Regions from separate parts of the Mus musculus genome. Here regions 2 and 3 are each linked to region 1. The links are chromatin contacts, called in public promoter capture Hi-C maps. All regions are on one chromosome and are shown on one strand. Each heading gives the region's core, a stretch centred on a gene start, on an enhancer-like site or on the middle of the called end of the contact. The rest is flanking DNA. Distances are from core to core; before and after follow the strand shown.

What was found. Promoter capture Hi-C pulls out the DNA fragments that hold promoters and counts their contacts.
Region 2: a contact with region 1 is called in a promoter capture Hi-C map of pre-B cells, with 5 times the contacts expected there. The contact joins the promoter of Septin2 here to the promoter of Asb1 in region 1.
Region 3: a contact with region 1 is called in a promoter capture Hi-C map of pre-B cells, with 6 times the contacts expected there. The contact joins the promoter of Mterf4 here to the promoter of Asb1 in region 1. A contact is called at or near these places in 3 of 39 promoter capture datasets (embryonic stem cells, liver and pre-B cells) and 1 of 115 datasets of contacts at active chromatin or transcription factors (pancreatic cancer cells).

What each region holds. Positions count from the first base shown.
Region 1 is chr1:91,538,706-91,542,505 of GRCm38.p6, forward strand. It overlaps Asb1 (ankyrin repeat and SOCS box-containing 1), which reads left to right and starts at 1,860. Exons shown (of 5, transcript NM_001039126.2): 1 at 1,860-2,159. The coding sequence starts at 2,108.
Region 2 is chr1:93,476,879-93,480,678 of GRCm38.p6, forward strand. It overlaps Septin2 (septin 2), which reads left to right and starts at 2,115. Exons shown (of 13, transcript NM_010891.2): 1 at 2,115-2,190. It also overlaps a transcript of Hdlbp not described here.
Region 3 is chr1:93,303,963-93,307,762 of GRCm38.p6, forward strand. It overlaps Mterf4 (mitochondrial transcription termination factor 4), which reads right to left and starts at 1,917. Exons shown (of 4, transcript NM_178051.4): 1 at 1,863-1,917; 2 at 646-1,144. The coding sequence starts at 1,883. Gm28535 (predicted gene 28535) reads left to right here and starts at 2,002. Exons shown (of 3, transcript NR_151531.1): 1 at 2,002-2,145; 2 at 2,581-2,662. It also overlaps the pseudogene Gm7867.

The DNA of each region.
Region 1 (3,800 bases), core at 610-3,109:
CCCCACCCCCAAACCCCTTTTAAAAAGTATTCACTTCCTATTCCTCCTGAGATAGAATAGAAAGGCAAATCATGGAGGTATGAGGAGGAAGAGGAGCCCTTTACCTTTACTGAGGAATTTGGTTGAAGCCTCTTGCCAACAGAGAAGCAGGAATTCCAGCACAATTAACTGCTTAAAGCTTTCCTCCCTCCGCACTTATGCACCTGCAATTTTCCAGGACTCTCACTAGAAACTTTTACAGGAAATGGACATGCACAAAACTCATGCAATCAGTGGCTCCTGGCTTTATCAGATTATAATTCCATCCAAGGTATGTCTGAAGCCACCCCATAATCTCATAGACACACACACAAACACGAGAGAGAGAGAGAGAGAGAGAGAGAGAGAGAGAGAGAGAGAGAGAGAGAGAGAGTGTTAGTTTCTGAGTACTCTTGAGATCTAAGTTGAGAGCCATCAAAATGGTGTATATAGTAGCTAGTGCTAAGGATTGTGACTCCCTTGAGGAGCTATACTTGGGTGTGTCTTCCATAGTACCTCTCTTCTAAGTCTTTAGGTTAAAGTCTAATGTTAAAGTATTTTAAATAAAACCTCAACATTGCTTCCATTAGTCTTAACAAATTTTTTTTTTCCCGAGCCAAAGCAGTAAGTCCAGTTTTGCTTGAGTTTTGGTCTCAACGAAGTTCTCAGGCTAGGGTGACAGCCTGGAGTTTTATCTCTGTCCCCTCACCCGTGACACTCCCTTTTCTGGAAGCAAACTGACACCTACTATTCCACTCTGTTTCCGAAGCTGATTCCTTTAGTGACCTATGTGTGGAAGAGTGCATTATTTGTTCGTTATTGCTGGCTTATTTCACTGAGCAGAGATCCTCCAGGGTTGGCCATGTTGTAACCTGGGGCAGAGGCTTTTTAAAGGATATATGGATGGCCACGACACCACATTTTGATGCGCATTTGGGTGGTTTTACCCTTGAGGTATCCCAGCCAGGGATGTGCAGCCGTGGAGCAGAGCCATAAGGCTGAGCCACCTCTGGCTCTTTGCCTTGCAGCGTCATTGGTGTCACCTGTCCCTCGTGCCAACGGTGTTATCAAGACCAAACACCACTGCAGGAATCTCCCCGCTCCCCTCAAAACCCTCAGAGCCCGTGGCTCTGTTCCAGGATGCCTCACACAGCTCCACAGACCTGTGCAACTGAGCCAGTCTGGGCACGAGGATTTGTTGGGCACCTATAGTCGCTAGCTCCCAGCTGGTGTGCCATGACCACACAAAGATGCAGACAAGTCACAGCCGCGGTGTTGGAGACTGTGGCCTTGCCTCCATCTCACAGGACAGCGGGGCGCTTCTGTCTCCTTAAGGCGCGGTCTCCCCCCGGTCCACTGGGGTCCTCCCCCTGCAAGGTACCTTCCCTAAGTTGTGTAGAGGAGAATGAAAGGACCCGACAGCGTCCATGCTTAAGAACTGTTCGTAACGCAACGCACACAGTGTGACCGATGTAAAATCGGGAGTGCTTGAGGGAAAGCCACTCTGTCAACACGCCTTGACCAAGTTACAGACACTATTGGCTCCATGGAGACATTCTGGGCTGCCTTCGTCTAACACAACTTTGCAAGTCACCGACTCGGAAGGCACCGTTTGGAGTCTCGTAGAAAGGACAGCAGCGCAGCCCCACGTCACTCAACACCCTTCAGCCGCTGCGATAGCGGACCACAGTCCACTGGGCCGTAACGGTCCCGCCCACGTCCCGCCCTCCAGTGGGCGGGAACAGAATCGACCAACCAGGAGTTCCTGAGGCATGCAAATAAGCCTCCGCCCCCAGAGGAAAGGCGTTTCCCCAGAAGCTGCTGCTGTTGCCTCGGGAGACGCAGTTTGGTCAACCCCGCTAATCAGCAATCAAGTCCGTTAGCCAGGCCGGAAGTGGAGACCCCAGCACCCTCCGTCCGGAGCAGGAAGTACGAAAAGGAGGCTCATACTCCCCGGAAGCCGAGCCCTGGACACGCCCACCTGCCGGAAACGCCGGCGGTGCTTCTCTGACAGCGTTGCTCTCTGACAGGATTGCTGCGGAGGTGGACAGGCGGCGGGGTCAGGGCGGAGGCTGAGGACCAAGTAGGCATGGCGGAGGGCGGGACCGGCCCCGATGGACGGGCCGGCCCGGGACCCGCAGGTAACGTGCGCGGCTAGGGGTAGTAGGGAGCGGGGTTGCGTCTTGGGGTCAGAGTGTCCCTTGGGCGTCCGGGACTCGGGTCCTCGGTCCTCGCAGGCCAGATCCGAGGAATCGCGCCCGGGGTCAGTAAGTGTGGACGTTAGGCTCCGCGCGGCCCTAGGCGCGCGCCCCCGCTCCTGCCTGGCCTCTCGTGGACATCCCTCCCACGGAGGTTTCTTTCTGGTGGAGCTAGCCTTGTAACTGCCACCCTGTTAGCCCATCCCCGTCAGCGATGACCCTGGCTGGACCATGGGGTTCGGATCTTCTTCCAGGTATGAGCTCACTGGTCAGTAAGGGCCCTCAGAGGTCAGCCTTCGTGCGGACAGGTTCCCTTTCCCCATCCCGCCAGCCAGTCAGCGCAGTAGCTACTGGACAAACGTCCTCCGCCCCACCTCCACCCACCTTAACGACAGTGCTGTCCCCAGAGAGCTTGCTAGTGCCACAACTCTTACAGGGGCGCTTGACCCACCTGCAGAAAAAGGGTGACACTTGCCACCTGCCTTAAAGCTGCTCCACTTTGCAGTGCTGCTACAATGGAACTAACAATTCCCAGGAGAGTTTCCTGGTACGGCGTCCACCTTGGGGTCTTTCTGAACCTGCTGGTAGGTGTTTGGTAGGTGTGCTTCTGCACCCATCTCTGATTTTAGAGTTCACTGAGCTCTCTTCTGTATGCAGAAAATCTGAGAAAGCCACAATGTTGGTACAGTCTCTTGTCATTCCTCCCTCCATCAATTCAACAAACTTTGTGGATGATGTCCTATTGGCCTGACTCACCTGGGGCTATCGGGGTGACATGAAAAAGCAAGGCAAGGCCTCTACCACCAAGAGCTTTGGTTGTCATTGAATTTGATCTCAGGGACAGACAAGATCTTTGAGTGGATTGACCTGTCATGCAGGAATGAGAAATGGGAGAGAGGTGGTTGGTCAAAGGGTAGCTATTTCTTAAGGTACAGAATAGTCCTGTGGAAGAAAAAGTGGTTTTGCACCCCACCCCGACCCCAGTGTTGTTTTAGTGTCTGTTCTGTTTGTGTGTTTCCAGCTTGGGTAGAGGCACAGGTCTTCAGTGGGTAGTTGGATTAGATGATCAGAGAAGTCCGAAATTGAAATGGCTTTCGGCTCTAGAACTGGAGGAGATTCTGAAGGTCTGTTGGCCTGGGCTGGGAGTGTAGAGGAGAGGTGAGCTAAGGGGGTCCAGAGACTTTCCGAAGTCCTCTGGTGCCAGCCATTTTCCTAACAGTTACCCGGTACATCTGAATCCTCCCCAACTCTGGCTTTAAATTTTTATACTGTGCTGTAGTTACAGTGATGAAAGGAGGACCTGGAAGCGCCTTACAGATCCATTTCCAGGCTAGATAGATGCCTGCCTGTTGGTCTGCTGTGCACCAGAGTGAACCGAATAGGTTTTTGTGAACCTTGTGCTGCCTTGGTCTCAGCCCAGTCAATGGACTTTCAGGCCGCAGAGGGCAAGGATACTTAGTCGTCACCACCGTGTACCTATAGGAGAATCTGTAGGGGCTCAACGGATATTGTATTCAAATATGGAAACACATCAGCGACTAGAAAAAGCCTGCCTGTGAAGGGATATGTTTGGTAACATGCTAG
Region 2 (3,800 bases), core at 865-3,364, 1.9 Mb after region 1:
TTAGCCTGCAAAATAAGCTTTCTTTCGCAAGTGTTATCTTCTACAGGAAATCATAAAGAGCTAGAAAAAAGGGAAAAATGATGTTTTTCTATCTCTGCACCCCCAGAATCCCTAACATGTGTGGCACTCGGCTCTTTAATGTTAAAGAAATGAGGTTATTAGGCTGATATTAGACATTTAGAAGGTCAAAATAAAACTAAAAGAAATGTACTTGAAAGCCTATTTGGCCACTGAGAAGTGGGCCTGCCCACAAGAGAGAGAGGAAAAAAATAAGGATCTGCTTGTGTGTGTCCCTGTCTATTCTGACCTGTCTGCCTCTTTCGGGTATTCTCAAGATGAAGTAAGTGTCTAAGCAGTGCAGGCCTCTAACCAACGCTACCAACAAAGCTTGGGTGCCATTGGAAATTACTTAACTGGTTTTCAAAAATACTATTTCTGAGACTGGAAAAGATATGCTCCATTATCTCTAAGTTTAAAGATGTCATAATAGGTTAAGAGTTGTTTTGAATCCATAAGTAGTAATTCACTTAAAAACAAAACAAAAGCCCAAAGCCCCTTTTAGAGCTACATTAAATGACTGCTTTTAAGTATCCCCATAGCTAACATAATTAACAAATTTAGCCTATGGGTACTTTAAATCTTCAAAACGTAAGCTTAAGCAATAGGTTTCACCCAGTGTTTTCCTATTCACACCCGATTCCATAATAGAAATTTAGCTTGTAGCTACTACTAGCTTCAAACAAAATTTTGTGACTGGTTTAACTGGGCTTCAGAAAGTTACTAAGAAAGTGGCTCTTTAAATGGACACCAACAAATATGTGAAGTCATTGTTTGAGAGCTTAAGGTGACTAGCAAAACCCAAAGCTGAAGGGCGAGCCAAGTTGTAAGTGAAGATTATAACCCTCCAATTTTCCCCATGCTTTATCCTTGTCTGTAAAGATAATAAAACCCAAGACAGTCTCCTTTGGTTCAGTTATATCGTATGCAAACACATGCCCAGTCGACCCTCCAATCTTCTAATTCAGACAGGATATGCAGTGTAGCCTCGAGCACTGGGATACTTTACTCAAAGTAATAACGCACAAAAAAACCACTCCCTCACAACAAGGCATGTGTCAGAACAGTTCGGAATACCGACACTGTGCATATCACCCACTAGGGTTGCGCGATTGCTGTTTCTTCTCTGGGGAGGTACTCTAGGGTGTTTTCCTATAGAAAGGCCTTGGTGAAAGGCCTAAGGTAGGAGTTTACGATCGCTGACCAGCCAGGGGACCTCCTGCGATTGAAGGGAAGGACAACCCGAGCCAGGCCGCAGCCCAGTACTGCACCTTCCCAGCCAGCTTCAAGCCGGTCGCAGAGAGCAGGGCATGCCGCAGATCTCTCCGCCCGCCCCAGTCTGAAAGAGGGTAGGGGGCCGTGCCGGCTCCGCCCTCCCCCGCGGGGCATGGGCTCACGACCACACAGGAAGGCCACGTCCCCAGGGACAGGCACCACTCTATGGTGTGCATGGGGGGGGGGAGACCCACGTGACCAGCACGTAGCCAATCCCGGGACGACAGCCCGCCATAGAGACGGCCGCAGAGGCGGCTAGAGATGCCCGCCGGCAAGTCACAAGCGCCCGCCTATCCCGGCTCGGTGTTCCTAGCTCGGTGCTGCCGCCATCTTCCAGGAGGAAAGGATAGAGGCAAAGGGCTCCCTCCCCTTCACTGCTCCGCACTCACGCTGCCACCTGCCCGCCCCCGGTCGTCTCTCGCTCTCAATGGACACCTTATTCCTCCTTAGTAAATATCCTTCCCACAACTCTAGTTTCCCATAAAGCGGAGAATCTCGTTACCTGCTCCTCTTTTATTAGCGTGAGGAATCCAAGCTCATAAGGTAGGAACTGTGGCGAAACAGGAACAAGACGCCATCTTGGTAAAGGAGAAGAGGCTACGCTTGACCTCCCCCCGCCCCCAGCCTCTATATGGCCAACCGCCGTGGGAGGGGCACAGCGCCTGCGCAGAGGCGGACGGCAGGATCGCGTCCACGCTTGCGCTCTGCATGCAACCGCGGAGGAGGGGACTACTCGGGGCCCAGGAAGGAGTTGGCAAGGGGCGGGACGGCGCGATGACGCCATCTGTTCGCGCGCGCTCTACTGGGCGGGGCAGGTCCGTGCTCTCGCCTGACGAGCGTTCTCCGGCGTGTGAGCGGGTAAGTGTGTGGCAATGTGTACCCACTGTCGCGCGGGCTCGAGTTGAGCTGGCTGTCCTGAGAAAGGGCTAGAGTTCTGCCCTCGCCCGGGCCGCCTAGGCGGTGATAACGGGTACGGAAGTGAGCGCGTGGGGGAGGGGCGGCCGCACCCTTAGTCCGGGGCTCCAGCGATGGATGCCTGGCTGGCGTCGTCCCTTCGAGGACAACTGGACGGGCGGCCCCCATCTGGGTGATCCTGCTGGCCAGGTCCAGGGCATTGGGGCGGGCGTGGCTGGGCCCAGTGAAGTTATGGCGCACAGTCCAAATACTATGTGGTGGAGAGTCGGGCGTTAGGTTCACATCTACGAAGCACTTGCGGGGCCATCTTCCCACGTAACGGTGCCATTTCGTCCTAGGGATGAAAAGGACTAGTCACCCTGGGATGTTAATGAAGTTCCCCAATTTAAGGCAGTGACAGGAGCGTTATGGAGTGGTTTGTCTGCTGTGGCCTTCCCCGAGGTAGTGCGACGCTAGACAAAGGGCTGCAGCCCTGTAAGTGACACGGGAAAGGGAGCATGGAGTGGAGGCCTTTGACTGAGAAGCCATGAAGTCTAACTCTGAAGCGGACCGCAGGCCCAGACCACGCCTGGCCCTTTTGTATCTTCCGGCCTCATTTGTTAGTGGCGCCTTGCCTTGTCCTGTACTACGTTTCCAGACTTTCAACACATAGAACTTCTAGTTCAGACCGTTGTGGTCTCTATGGCTGGTTTTAACCCAGTTTACTCCTCGTGTCTGGAGCGCAGTTAATCTCGAACATTCTCTGTCTAATGTTTATCTGTTGTGTAGTTCCTGTTCGCTGCTTGTTATTAGTTAGGACTCTCACTGGATTCGATATCCTTTAGACGGTTTAAGTGTTTCTCTGGCGTCAAATATTGGGGTCCCTACTGTCTATCAAGGGATTTAAGTTTTAGGTTTTCAACCGGGCGTGGTGGCGCACGCCTTTAATCCCAGCACTTGGGAGGCAGAGGCAGATGGATTTCTGAGTTCGAGGCCAGACTGGTCTACAAAGTGAGTTCCAGGACAGCCAGGGCTATACAGAGAAACCCTGTCTAGAAAAAAAACTTAGGTTTTTTGTTTTTTTTTTTTTTTCCTTAGTAGTGAAAATTGTTTTAGTATCTTAGATACATTTTTAAAATCCGTCTTGTTAACATAAGGAAAAACAGGAGTTTTGAAGAGGTCATAAAGGCTGTTTCTTCATGATGCTTCTAATTTGAGACTCCTTATTTTCAATGGCTTTTCTGGTAGTTGCCATTCAGGAATTCTTTGCAATACCCAGCATTCAAACTGTCAGTGTGTGCTGCTATATCTAATTTTGGGGATGATTTTTTTAGTTTTAAAAGTTGTCCTGATCCTTTTTTATCATTTTTCCACCTAGTGTCCCCCCCCCCCCCCCCTTTACAGAGCACCAGAGGTCAGTAAAGAACAAGAGCTTCTCCTTCTGGGTTTGCTGGGTAGCCTAGGGAAAGGAGGTGGGGCCTCCCTCTATTATCAATCGTGAATGTAATTAAGCTCCCTTTGTTTGTGGCTTGCTGCTCCAAGCTCCATTAAGAGTGTTGTCTTGCATAATGTGC
Region 3 (3,800 bases), core at 667-3,166, 1.8 Mb after region 1:
GGCTCTAAGCCTCCCCACTTTGGGGGTGAAATCTTACCAGGAACAGTCAGTAATGAAATAAAAGCAGTCAAATGGGTAGAGTTCACTGGAGAGCCCCACCTCCCTTCTCCAGAAGGGTGACAGCTGTTGGAAGGTGGAGGGCACTCTAACAGCCTTCCAGGAACCGGGCACCATCAGCTCTGAAAGCTGTGTGTGGGATGTTTTTGCGGAGGTCACACATTTGCATACACATACATCACTACCATAGAGCAACACTAACCCACCAAAACCAGACTCCATGTCCCCATTGATCTGGAGCTAGAGATCTCAATGAACACACAGGAGGCTCACTTTGGCCTTGGTTCTCTCTTCTTGGGCTCCTCTATCCCACATCCCCCTTACAACGGCATCTGCAGAGAGCCCACTGCACATCTTCTTGAAGACACTGACCTCTCCTCAGCAAACTTTCCTACCTCACTTCCTCTGAGTAAGGTGTGTTTAGCCCACAGCACACATGCATCCCAGGGTATTGATGAATGCAGCCTAGCTCATTTGTAGGTGACAATTCCATGCCTTACTATCAAAAGGCTGGACATCCCTGCTAGGGTAAGCTATTTTCTCCCTAACTGACTCCTCTCCCTCTATAAAGTCTGCTGCATCTTATACCTTCTCCAAGGCCAAGCTTCCGAAGGTAACTGGAACGCCTCTTCATCTGCATGCTAGACAGTTTCAGCAACTGGGGATTTTTCTTCAAGGCATTAAATACAGGCTCTGGGTTCAACCCCAAGAGTAGGAGTTCTGAAACTATACCCAGCAACTGTTGAGGATGGACACTTGGCTGTATACTAAACAAGCTGTGAATGTGGGCTTCAGCAAAACCCATGTCCTGGAGGGAACGGATGACCTTTTCAGGCTCCAAGGACTCAGGATCCACACAAGGCTTCTGTTCCTCATGAAGACACTGAACAAGTCGTGTCCTGTTTTCTGGTTCCTGCATGTACTTTTGGGGTGTAATGCTGGAAAACTCTTGAAAGCTTCCTCTACCGGGCACTGTAGTCAGTTTGCAAGACAAAGAAGGGCTCATCTGTTTCTGTTCTCTGAGATGAGGGGTCTGCCTAACCAAACAGGCCCAGGAGAGGGCCAGTAGACGATGCCACTCAGGAACCTGTAAGGCAGAGCAAAAACAGAATCAGTCCCACCTCAGAATAATGACCACCACAAGATTACTGAGCCAGTAACCTTGAACCTCAGCTTGACCCTTGGCCCACAAAAGCTAACAGTTTTTGTAAACAATCTGTAAAATCTTCTCTGGGTCTAAAAAGTCTCCAAAGAATAAAAGTAGCATGCAAACGACCGCACTTACTGAAGATATTGAAGCATAAGCAATATCTACATACTGAAGATACAGGGCACGAGCAATAGTATTTGGTTGAAAATTCTGAACCTCAGACTAGCCACCAGACAGGTACACTACCTAATTTCATTCCAACAAAGGATAGTTTTGTTTTGTTTTTCAAGGATCCCTTCCATTAAAAGAAGAATATTTGGGGGAAGGAATCTGTCGATTTGTACACAGTAGCCCCAGGTGTTGGGACTAGCACATAACAAATTAAGCACAGAGCATCCGGTGCCCGCCAGAATGGTCTCAAACACCCCGCTCTTGCCGCTGGTGGTGGTCCAGGCCTCCCTAGCCATTAGGCAGCACACAGCCGAAACTCCGGAGAAGCCAGAAGCTATTCTGAGGGCCACACTGTCTGTGCACACGCCACCCGGGAGCGCTACTGCCACAAGGTGCCCAGACCGGAACACCAAGAACCAGCGTCAGCGCCTCCTGAACGTCCCGCCAACAGCCGCTGTGAGCCCGGGACCTAGGGCAACCTCACCTGCCTTCCCAGCGAAGCCATGGAGACCAAGCGAAGAACAACTGTGAGACCGGAAGAGGCGGTCCTTCCTGGCTCACAACGTCCGGCCTCCGATCTGTGTCCGCCGAACTCCCGGGGTGTGGCGTTCTTTCGTTCCGCAGCCAAGCCCTTGATCCCAGATGCTCGTGCCCAGCACCTGCAGCTTGCAGGTGCAGCTCCCTTTAGTTGGGCATACTCGGTTGCATGGTCTCTGCCAGGAACAAGCAACACTACCTGGGTTTTAAAACTGCTCTTCAGAGTACAGGTGAAACCAAACTACCCCGAAGCGCACACCGTCGTTTTCTGTTGTGAAACTACTTTTACTGGGGCCGGGGGAGGAGGGGAGAATATGACAAAAAACAATCACCTGTGTTAAAGATAGTACAAGGCCAAATAAGATAACGCTGTGATTGTGGAATTAGGATCCTGCAGACCAAAACCAAATTATCATGGATTATTCTTAGCCTTTTTGAAATCCATTCATCGTCCACCTGTCTAACTTAACAGCTTTGTGACAATGAATACCTTTAAAATATATTCCTAGACCAACAATGGTTTTCACCAATCCAAAAGCCAATAGCATCACTAAATAATATCTAAAACTGAGTTAAGTGTTTTCCTAGTTTTGCCTTATCCTTCCTATCTGTGGTCCCCACCAATGTGTCTGGTAAATGCCTTGATTTATGGCTTTATTCTCTAGCTAGTAATATCTCACCTAACTTCATCCATGGTGGAGAATCTTTTGGAAAAACCAAATTTGTGTTCCTGGGCTCATCTTTGAGGTAAGTAGGTTTGTTTGTTTGTTTGTTTGTTTGTTTTTTAACTTTATCTGCATTTATTTTATGCTGAATTTATTCACGTGCCATGAGTTTTTGTTTCTTGTTTCTTCTGGGATATCCTTTTCTTCTGTGCAACCTCCTCTTCTGGCTTTAGAATGATCTGTTCCCTCTCAGTGAGGATCATCTCAATGTGGCAGGGGGAGCTCATGTATGGGTTAATCCGGCCATGAGCTCTGTAGGTTCGTCGGCGCATCTTAGGTGCCTTGTTCACCTGGATGTGTTCAATGACAAGAGAATCTAAATCTAAGCCCTTAAGTTCAGCGTTACTCTCTGCATTTTTAAGCATGTGCAGCAAAAATTCAGCACTCTTTTTTGACCACCGACCAGCCGCATTGTTTGGCCTGGGCGCACCTACTGACTCCACCATTATAACACCGGAATGGCACACATTGCTTCTTTAAAGTGATGTCCTTCAGATACTTGGTGGCTTTGCAGATATGCATACCCTTGATGGCCTGGGCAGATTCCCGGGTGTTCTTAAAGTGAACACGAAGGTTTGAACCTCTTGATTTGCATGATTTTGGGGGGTTTTTCTGGGTCAAGAGAGTAGCGAAACATCTTGGCAGATGACCTCTGGCTGCTTACAGGAAGAGAGGAGGTAAGTAGTTTGTGATGGACACTGTAATACAGCAATAAGTTCTCAGGACAGCCCAAACTCTCCCTGAAATGGTTATGTACAGATCTAGACCCAGATAAAAGTATTTGGTAAGTTCTGTTGTTTACAGACTTGTGTTTAGTCAGCAAGATGGCTCAGGAATTCAGACACTGACCACACCAGCTTGGTGACCTGAGTTTGATTCTAGGGACCCATGCAAAAGTGAAGACACAAACCCACTCCACCGAGCTGTCCTTTGAGACAGACAGACAGACAGACAGACAGACACACACACACACACACACACGAAGGTGTCTGCTATTTTTAAAAAACAGAATATGGCCCAAGTAATGAAATTACAGGGAAAATGACAATAGCCCTCCCAGCCCAGAGGTCTGGCTTCACTTATGGATGGAGCACCAGAAGCTTCCAAACCAACCTCTATGCACTGAATTTGCATCTTAGACATGAAGGTGTCTTAGTCAG